2 separate regions of the Sus scrofa genome follow, and region 1 is linked to region 2. A link is a contact called in public HiChIP or PLAC-seq data. All regions are on one chromosome and are shown on one strand. The core of a region is the stretch at or near the end of the contact, and the rest is flanking DNA. Distances in the headings are between cores, read along the strand shown. Region 1 overlaps LOC106506472 (a long non-coding RNA gene). Region 2 overlaps LOC106506472 (a long non-coding RNA gene).

Region 1 (5,310 bases), core at 1,384-3,883, 310 kb after region 2:
ATGACTCCTAAATCACCATCCTTGACCACTCAAACACTAAATGTGCACATCCAATCACCTATAGGACACCTCTTAATATCCTCAAAACCCAACACATATTTCCTACTCAGTAGCCTCTGAAATATATTCTCCATCAATCTCTGAATAAATGAGCATCTCTACCATTACTACCTTACTTATCCAATCAAAATCCTAAAGGCAGTCTTTGATTTTTCCCTTTCTCAGACTCCCCACATTCAATCCATTAGCAAGGCTGGATCATGGTACAATCGCAACACATCCATGTGGAATGGATGGATGGATAAATGAGCAAGTGTGAGCAACTGTATTATATCAGAAGTAGAAATTATGAAAAACTACTCTTTATAGTCCAAAGATACAACCAATATCATGCATTCTTAACATGTCTTTTTCAGAATATATGGGGACTGTACCAATTCACATCCCCACCAACAGTGAAGGAGAGTACCTTTTCTCCACATCCTCTCCAGCATTTGTTATTTGTGGACTTATTAATGATGGTCATTCTAACAGGTGTGAGGTGGTATCTCACAGCAGTTTTGATTTGCATTTCTCTAATAATCAGTGATGTTGAGCATTTTTTCATGTGCTTGTTGGACATCTGTATATCTTTTTTGAGAAATGTCTATTCAAGCCTTTTGTCCATTTTACAACTGGGTGTTGGTTTTTTTTTTTTTTTTTTTTTGCTGTTGAGTTGTATTAGTTGCTTGTATATTTTAGAGATTAAGCCCTTGTCAGTTGCATTGTTTGAAACTATTTTCTCCCATTCTGTAGGTTGTCTTTTTGGTTTTTTTATGGTTTCCATTTCTGTGCAAAAGTTTGTCAGTTTGATTGGGTCCCATTGGTTTATTTTTGCTTTTATTTCTGTTGCCCTGGGAGACTGACCTAAGAAAACATTTGTATGGTTGATGTTAGAGAATGTTTTGCCTATGTTCTCTTCTAGGAGTTTGAGGGTATCTTGTCTTACATGTAAGTCTCTAAGCCACTTTTGAGTTTATTTTTGTGCATGGTGTGAGGGTGTGTTCCAGCTTCACTGATTCACATGCGGCTGTCCAGCTTTCCCAGCACCACTTGCTGAAAAGACTGTCTTCTTCCCATTTTATATTCTTGCCTCCTTTGTCAAAGAATAATTGACCATAGGTGTCTGGGTTTATTTCTGGGTACACTATTCTGTTCCATTGGCCTGTATCTCTATTTTGGTACCAGTACCACACTATCTTGATTACTGTAGCTTTGTAATATTGCCTGAAGTCTGGGAGAGTTATGCCTCCTGCTTGGTTTTTGTTCCTCAGGATAGCTTTGGCAATTCTGGGTCTTTTGTGGTTCCATATAAATTTTTGGATTGTTTGCTCTAGTTCTGTGAAAAATGTCATGGGTAATTTGATAGAGATTGCATAAACTCTGTAGATTGCTTTGGGTAGCAGGGCCATTGTTACAATATTAATTCTTCCAACCCAAGAGCATGGAATATCTTTCCATTTTTTTAATCCTCTTTAATTTCTTTGATTAATGGTTTATAGTTCTCATCATATAAGTCTTTCACCTCCTTGGTTAGATTTATGCCTAGGTATTTAATTTTTTCAGGTATGATTTTAAAAGGTATTGTATTTTTGTATTCTTTTCTAAAATTTCATTGTTAGTATACAGAAATGCAACCAATTTCTGAATGTTAATCTTGCATCCTGCTACGTTGCAGAATTCACTGATCAGTTTCAGTAGTTTCTGTATGCAGTCCTTAGGGTTTTCTATATATAGTATCATGTTATCTGCATACAGTGACAATTTCAACAACTAAATATAGAACCATCATATGACCCAGCAATCCCACTCTTGGGCATATATCCAAACAAAACTTTCCTTAAAAAAGACACATGAACCCATATGTTCACTGCAGCACTGTTCACAATAGCCAAGACATGGAAACAACCCAAATGTCCATTGACAGGTGAATGGATTAAGAAGATGTCATACACACACACACACACACACACACACACACACACACACAAAATGGAATACTACTCAGCCATAAAAAAGAATAAAATCATGCCATTTACAGCAACATGAGATGGAACTAGAGACTCATCCTGAGTGAAGTAAGAAAGAGAAAGACAAATACCATATGATATCACTTATATATGGAATCTAATATACGACACAAATGAACCTTTCCACAGAAAAGAAAATCATGGACATGGAGAACAGACTTGTGGTTGCCATGGGGGAGGGGGAAGGAAGGGGATGGACTGGGAATTTGGGGTTAATAGATGCAAACTATTGCCTTTGGAATGGATAAGCACTGAGATCTGCTATAGCACAGGGAACTATATCTAGTCACTTGTAATGGAACATGATGGAGGATAATGTGAGGAAAAGTACACACACACACACACACACACACACGCACACACGTATACACACACACATACATACATATATGACTGGGTCACTTTGCTATACAGTAGAAATTGACAGAACATTGTAAATCAACTATAACAGAAAACATAAAAAATAAAAAGAGCAAAAAGAAAAAAAAAGAACATATGGGGAAATGAAACCTGTAGTAAATATGCTGAGATTTATAGCAAGAGTCCTCACTTCTCTAATTTGTTCACTTCCCCTTATATTACTGGTATGGTTTGCCCAGTGCTACTATTTTGGAAGATCAAATTTCTCTTCTGTTAACTAGTTTAAATAAATTCTGACATGATGCATTTTCAGATTCTTCCTCTCCAAATATAATAAATCCCTAAACTTCTATAACATACTGATTGCCATATATTGACTTTGTAACTGCTCAGGTGAAAACCTGGAGAAGAAAACTAATTAAACTAACTTTCCAGATGAAAGAAGCAGTAGCTTTGGTGTACCAGAGCAGAAAGATAATGAGTCCTATCAAATTATCTCTGGAAGCCACTTCTGAGGGTAGAATAAATAAGGTATTTTCTTCAACTTTGTATTTTAGTGCAATATTTTCTATTTGCTTTTCAAGCCTAATTCAATTAAAAAGGCGAACAATTAATATTTTTAGTAATGAGAAATATCAATTCACTTTTCTTCTAGTACATAAAAACATTAGTGCCTCTAAAAATGGCTTGGGTCATTGCTTTTTCCATAAAGGAGCAAAAACACTGAGCCAAGGTTGATTCACATAGCCATTAGCATCTTAGTTCACTAACTGTCATCTACACTCCTTTTAAGCTCTTTTGAATTCAAAGATGATTTACCAGATGATAAGTGTACAAAGCATACACTTCAATAAAAATTCTAAGGTCCAAGCTGTACTGACAAATCAATCACGAGACAGTTCCTCTTGACCTGGCCTCCCACAGAGGTACCAGTGGTCACAAGCGCACAGCCTAGCCACTGGCCCTGGGAAATCATTTCATAACACACACACTCTTGACAGGAAGCCTATGGTATATTTTGAAACCCCCCTTCTCACCTAGGTAACGAACCTAATCATTTCTGTATTTCCATCCCCAGTATGAGAAAGCTAATGTAAGTGAAAAGATAAAGACATCATGCTAAAAAAGAATGAAGAAGCAAATGATTTAAAGAGGAGCAGAAACTTTCAATACAAGAAGATGGAAACTATAGACCATCTCTGTGTCCACTGAGGGCTTGAAGCATGCTTTTCAGCCTTTAGGAAGAAATTCCTGAGAGTAAACAGACAACGGAGAAAGCTGTTAAATAAAGCTGTGGTGACTTTTTCGCTACAATGGGACTTAGTGGCTTAAAACTTGGGTTTTTGGAGTCACGAAAAAAAGTAATAAACAAAGGAATTTATTCAGCCGCTTCCTGCATAGATCATGAAAAACTACCATTTAAAGTTAAACCCCTGGAGTCACCATTGTGGCTCAGGGGTTAACGACCCTGATTAGCATCCATGAGGAAGGGGGTTCAATCCCTAGACTTGCTCAGTGGGTTAAGGATCTGGCATTGCTGTGAGCTATGGTGTAGGTCGCAGATGATGCGGCTCAGACCCCACGTGGCTGTGGCTGTGGCATAGGCAGGTAGCTACAGCTCTGATTGGACCCCTAGCCTGGGAACCTCTATATGCCATGGGTGCAGCCCTAAAAGACGAAAAGAATAAAATAAATGAATTAAGACCCTGCACTCTGTGACAAATGATGTGACCTTGAATAAGTCACTTAACTTCTCTACCCTCAATTTTCTCCCTAGGAAAATGGAAAACAATAGCATCTCTCCTGAGGGTTTGATTTGAAGGTTGATAATAATAATAGCCAACACTTACTATGTGCTATTATATACCAGGCACTCTTAAAGTACTTTGGTAGTATAAATTCACTTAATCCCCAGAGTAATTGTAAGAAGTATATAAATACTACTTTTATCCTTACTTTGTAGAAGAGGAAACTGAGCCACAGAAACGTGCTCCAGGAACCAGAAGCATCAGCATCGTTTGGAAGATTGTTAGAAATGCTAAATGTCAAGCCCCACTCAGGTGACTGCTTCCAAATCTACCTTTTAATAAGTTTGACAGAGGATTCCTATGCATGTTTAAGTCTCAGGAGCACCTGACTAAAAACCACCTTACAAGAAGTGGTGGAGGGGAGAGCTGACAATTTACAGACATCATTCCATAACCACTGTACTACACCTTCTCTTTGCATTAGAGAATACATGTACAATACCTACTATATACCAAGTAATAAATATTTTTATAATAATATTTTAAAGGTGTTTCATAAATAATTAAATAGAGAGAGAGAGGGAGAGAGTTTGGATTCTTGAAAAAAGACCAAGGAGTCCCATTGCGGCTCAGCAGGTTAAGAACTCAACATAGTGTCCATGAGGATGTGGGTTCAATCTCTGGCCTCACTCAGTGGGTTAAGAATCTGGCAGCGCTGCAAGCCGTGGCTTTGGCATTGCTGTGGCTGTAGTATAGGCCAGCAGCTACAGCTCCGATTAGACCCCTAGCCTGGGAACTTCCATATGCCGCAGGTGCGGCAATAAAAAGAAAAAATAAATAAATAAAATTAAAAATTAAAAAACAATAAAAGAGGAGTTCCTGTCCTGGTGCAGCAGAAAGGAATCTGACTAGGAACCATGAGGTTGTGGGTTCAATTCCTGGCCTCGCTCAGTGGGTTAAGGATCCAACATTGCCATGAGCTGTGGTGTATGTAGGTCACAGACACAGCTCGGATCCCACGTTGCTGTGGCTCTGGGACAGGTCAGCGGCTACAGTTCTGATTAGACCCCTAGCCTGGGAACCCCCATATGCCTCGGGTGTGGCCCTAAAAAGACAAAAAGACCAAATAAATA
Region 2 (5,280 bases), core at 2,397-4,896:
CACAGAGTTAAAAACACACATAGGAGAGGCCATACATACAAAGGAGATGGAGGAGGGATTGGAGTGATATGACCACAAGCCAAGAAATCCTGAGCATCCACCAAGCTAGGAGAAGGGTCTCCCACCATCACCACCACCACTGGCGAGTCTATAGAGGGTAGAGCCTTGAAAACACCCTGATTTCAGACTTCTGGCTTTTAGAACATAGAATAGGTTTACGTTGTTTTAAGTCATCATTTGCTACTCCAGCCCTAGTAAACTAATACACACACACACACACACACACACACACACACACACACACATGTCCCTGGGTTCATGAGTACAGAAATGGCTTTGAAAACACACTATCTCTACATCTGTTATGCAGATAAAAGGGATTCTCCAGGACTCAATTGTTCGTGAAACACTCACTAGGAGCTGAGAAATTCTGGATATAAAGTCTGTTCATAATTTATCCCCATCCTGTTCAACTCTTGGGAAGGCAGTCCATGGTGAACACACAGTTTTGGGAATAATGCGAAGAAAAACACAAATTTTTATGGATTTTAAAATTTTCCTTAGAATTTTAGAGAGGCATGGATCACAAATCTGGAGCTGATTTTCTTAGCCAGAGGTTCTTGTCACTTAACCAAATCAATAGTAGAGATTTTCTAAATCATGCACTTAATGAATCAGAATCTCTGGGAAATGGGTCTAGACCTTTGTGGTTCTAGAGGCAGGAGGTGGGTAAAAGAACAAGAGCTATTTATTTGACTGTTGAAAATAATTACCTTTATATATCCTTAGCTATAGAAAGTCAACTCAAAAGTGTTGTTGAGAAATATAGTGAATATAGAAAGTGAGAGCCCTAGAGAAAAAGGATGGAAAAGGATAAACTGTACATGCCCTTTCAATGACATACCATCTTCCTTTACTTGAAAACCAAGTATAGGCTAAAGGACAGAATATTGCATTAATCATCTCAAAGCTATGAGCCTTATTAATTTCCCATTTCCCATATAACCTTCTAACCAGAGAATATTAAAAGTTATGGTTAATTGAGAAAAAAATAGAAGTGCTCTTAATTCGTAACATGAGTCTCTTATCATTGACCAGACTGAATAAATACTTCACCTTCCTTTTATTCATTAGTACAAATGTTGGGGGAAAAAAAACCTTTTGTTCATTGCCTGGTTCTATTTCAAATCAACAGATATGCTGTTGAGACTCTTTTTTGTCTTTGTTGGTATTAAACAAACTAACAAATTGGATCCTCACTGATCTGCTCTAGCAATGAATTGAACAATTTAACAAGTATCTTGAGAAAAATTTCATTTACTAAACATCTGCCTTGTGCACAGTAATCTTACACCGTTAACTATGGGCTTGGGCTTTGAAATAGAACAGAAATGGGTATAAATTCTGGCTCATCCATTACAGCTACATGACTTTGAGCAAGCAACTAAGATATCAATACCTCAGTTTCTCCTCCATAAAATGAGATTATTAAATTTCCTTTATTAAATAAATTATGGGTATGAAGCCCCTAGTACATAGTAAGAACTCAGTCAATTTAAGCTTTTGTTCTTATTATGAGCTAAATAAACAGAAGTCCAGTCACTCACCCAAAAGGTTAGTGGTAAGATCCGACAGTCACTGGAAAATAATGAGATACACTCAGGGAAAACCTATCCAGGCTGAGGATACTATTATTATTAGCATCCATATCCTGTGGATGGTCCAGTTACGAATGCAAGTGCTTAAGAATCAGACCTGAGGACAGAGATTATGTTCGGTCCTGCCCTTGGCCATAGTGGTTAATGACTGGCTTGGCCTGTTCACTGAAACTGTTGTTATTGCAGACCCGGCTCGGATCCTGAGTTGCTGTTGTCTCTGGCGTTAGGCCTCTACCAGCTCCGATTCAACCCCTATCCTGGGAACCTCCATATTGGAGGGACTCCCCAAGAAATAGCAACATACAACAACAAACAACAAAACAACAACAACAAAAAAAAGACAAAAAGATAAAAAGGAGGAGATATGCTGGTGTTGGCTTAGGTACTATCTGTATCATGGAGAATTTAATTCTATGGGTGGGTCTCTATTCTTTTATAATTTCTTAGCAATTGCAAAGATCCATGAAGAAGTCCAAGAAGGAAAGGGAACAGGACTCAAAATTTTGAGAAAAAGCCCAATGTTTTAGAGACACATGAAAATCCTAACAAGAGAAGACATTCTGTAGTATGAAATATGAAATATTTTAATTATAGCTTTTATTAATATAGGTAACATAATAAGGATTGTTTGACAAAACTACCTAGTAAGTCTTGTATTAATGTTATATCTTTACAATATCTTTAGACTTTAAACAACACAATGTGCTATATAGGCACAGGAAGTTAAGAAACCATAGCATCGCCTAGATTTTTATCATAATATCAGTCATTCATCTGTGAACATGTCTCAAAATAAAAGATAAGCTATTCTATGCCATTACTCTCACCAGAGACAAATAAATTTGTTATGAGTAAGCATGAATATTTTTTTTCTTTTTTTAAAATTAGAGTTGATTTACAATGCTGTGTCAATTTCTTCTGTATGGCACAGTGACCCAGTCATAAATATATATACTTTTTTTTCTCATATTATTTTTCATCATGTTCTATCCCAAGAGACTGGATACAGTTCCCTGTGCTATACACAGGGCTTCATTGCTCATCCATCCTAAATGTAATAGTTTGCATCTACTAATGCCAAACTCCCAGTACATCCCATTCCCTCCTCTCTGGCATCCACAAATCTGTTCTCTATGTCTGCGAATCTGTTTCTTTTTTGTAGATAGGTTTATTTGTGCCATATTTTAGATTCCACATATAAGTGATATTATATGGTGAGCTAGAGTTCAAAAAGATACATGCACCCCATGTTCATTCCAGCACTATTCACAGTAGCCAAGACATGGAAGCATCCTAAATGTCCTCAATAGATAAATGGATTAAAGTAGTACATATATACAATGGAATACTACTCAGCCATAAAAAAGAATGAAATAATGCCATTTTTAGCAACATGGATGCAACTAGAGAGTCTCATACTAAGTGAAGTAAGTCAGAAAGAGAAAGACAAATACCATATGATGTCACTCATATATGGAATCTAGAATACAACATAAATGATCCTATCTAAAAAAAAAAATTAGCTCATGGACATGGAGAACAGACTTGTGGTTGCCAGGGGTGAGTGAGGGGGTAGGAGGGAGGGAGTGGGGTGGATGGGGAGTTTGGGATTGGTGGATGCAAACTGTAAGTAACATTTGGAATGGATGGGCAATGGGCTCCTACTATTCAGCACAGGGAACTATATGTGATTGTGTCACTTTGTTGTACAACAGAAACTGAAGGCAGAGAGATGAGTTCGTAATTTTTCTGGCCATAGAAAATGAGAGTCTACATTATGATGATGACAGTGGGATTGTAAATGAGAGCACAGATACAAGAAAACAGGAGACTTGTGGACTCAGCAATGGATTGAATAGAATGAGAAAAAGAAATAAAGGAAGCAAAATTTCTCAAGATTTTTCATTATGGCTTGATTGAGATGAGGGTGACTCAATGATGTGACATAAGGAAGTAAAGGAAGAGGATCTGAATAGGGTAAGGAGTGGCAGGGCTAAACTTGAACTGTTAGGTTTCGTAATATCATCCTATTATCGAAACAATAATAGGCTGGAACAGCCTATAAGTATTTTATTAGGATCTCAGATGGCTAACCATAATCTAGGTCTCTTAGAAGCTGAAATTATTTTTACAGTCAAAAATATCTAGAGAGGAGTTTCCGTCATGGCTCAGCAGTTAACAAATCTGACTAGCAACCGTGAGGTTGCAGGTTCAATCCCTGGCCTCACTCAGTGGGTTAAGGATCTGGCATTGCCATGAACTGTGGTGTAGGTCACAGACATGGCTCGGATCCTGTTTGGCTGTGGCTGTGGCTGTGGCTTTGGCTGTGGCTGTGGCATAGGCCAGTGGCTACACCTCTGATTAAACCCCTAGCCTGGGAACCTCCACATGCTGCGGGTATAGTCCTAGAAAAGAGGAGAGAGAGAGAGAGAGAGAGAGAGAGAGAGAGAGAGAGAGAGAGAGAGAGAGAGAGGCATAGCACATAAGTAATTTTTGATCAAGTCTTCAGGTAAAAAATACATAAATAAACAGAAGATCACTTGGAAATTGCTATCAGCCTTTCTGGTCCCGATGATGTTAGAGGTTGTTACATAAAAGTTTCTCCTGCAGAACTTGACTTGATAAGTAGATACCTCTTAGGAAATAATGTTCAAGAACTTACCTTTCAAAGATGGATAAAAAAAAAAGTAAAGAAGGAAAAAGCCAAGACATCTGAAAATCAGTAGAAGAATTAAATTTACCTAAAATGTTGTTTGGGCAGCAAGGGCACCATCCGGGTAGCTGGTAAGGAAAACCAACAGAGGGAAATTGGTAAAATGAAATGTCCAAAGAAAATTTCTCTCAATGGCTCTGTGACTCAGCTATTCCCTAAACCTTATTGCCAGCACTATAAATAGATTTTTTTAATGGATAGGCTTAGTTATAATTACTTCTGTTTCTAAAAACAAGGGAATGCTGTTAGCAATGAAATTCCATGATAAGGGACAAGGGCAGGTGAAGAGAGACTAAAGAGAAGAAAAGACCCATCAGGCCATGCCTGGGGGAGGAATTAAATTGACACAGTCATATCATTATCTGCACTGTGTATGGAGAAGAAAGAAAAGGTAATTTAAGATGTAAGATGCATTTTAAAGTATATTCATATCATTTGGAAGAAATAAATTTGAAGTCCATGTGGTAAAAAATTACTCAAAAGGTTAAACACTAAATTAAAATCTACAAATAAAAAAGTGAATTTTCAGCTGGATTTTTTTCCTTGGCTTTCCTTTCTTTTCATTAAAGTAAATTTAACTGGAGCATTTACACTACCATCTATAAGCACAATTCAAGGTCAGCCTTAGAAACATGTGGAACAAATCAAGGAGCTTTGTGAAAATTCATATCAAAAGAAAGTCCTCTATCTGCTTGTCACTAAAAAATTTCTTTTTAAAAAACATTCTAGGAGTTCCCGTCGTGGCTCAGTGGTTAGCGAATCCGACTGGGAACCCTGAGGTTGAGGGTTCGATCCCTGGCCTTGCTCAGTGGGTTAAGGATCTGGCGTTGCCATGAGCTGTGGCGTAGGGTGCAGACGCGGCTTGGATCCTGCATTGCTGTGGCTCTGGCATAGGCTGGCGGCTACAGT

Evidence for each region. HiChIP or PLAC-seq counts read pairs in DNA pulled down with a chosen protein or histone mark.
Region 1: an H3K27ac HiChIP or PLAC-seq map of alveolar macrophages shows a contact between it and region 2. The contact joins two enhancer-like sites.

What each region holds. Positions count from the first base shown.
Region 1 is chr16:25,522,313-25,527,622 of Sscrofa11.1, forward strand. All of the region lies in intron 1 of LOC106506472 (a long non-coding RNA gene), which reads right to left. Among named protein-coding and RNA genes, the nearest start is that of PTGER4, 150 kb to the right of the region's middle. Within about 2 kb of position 2,634, at least 1 of the 83 cell types and tissues checked has an H3K27ac peak or open chromatin away from gene starts, as enhancers often do. A contact at or near this core is called in alveolar macrophages, where this site is marked.
Region 2 is chr16:25,206,320-25,211,599 of Sscrofa11.1, forward strand. The region is part of intron 2 of LOC106506472 (a long non-coding RNA gene); the gene reads right to left. Among named protein-coding and RNA genes, the nearest start is that of DAB2, 430 kb to the left of the region's middle. Within about 2 kb of position 3,647, at least 1 of the 83 cell types and tissues checked has an H3K27ac peak or open chromatin away from gene starts, as enhancers often do. A contact at or near this core is called in alveolar macrophages, where this site is marked.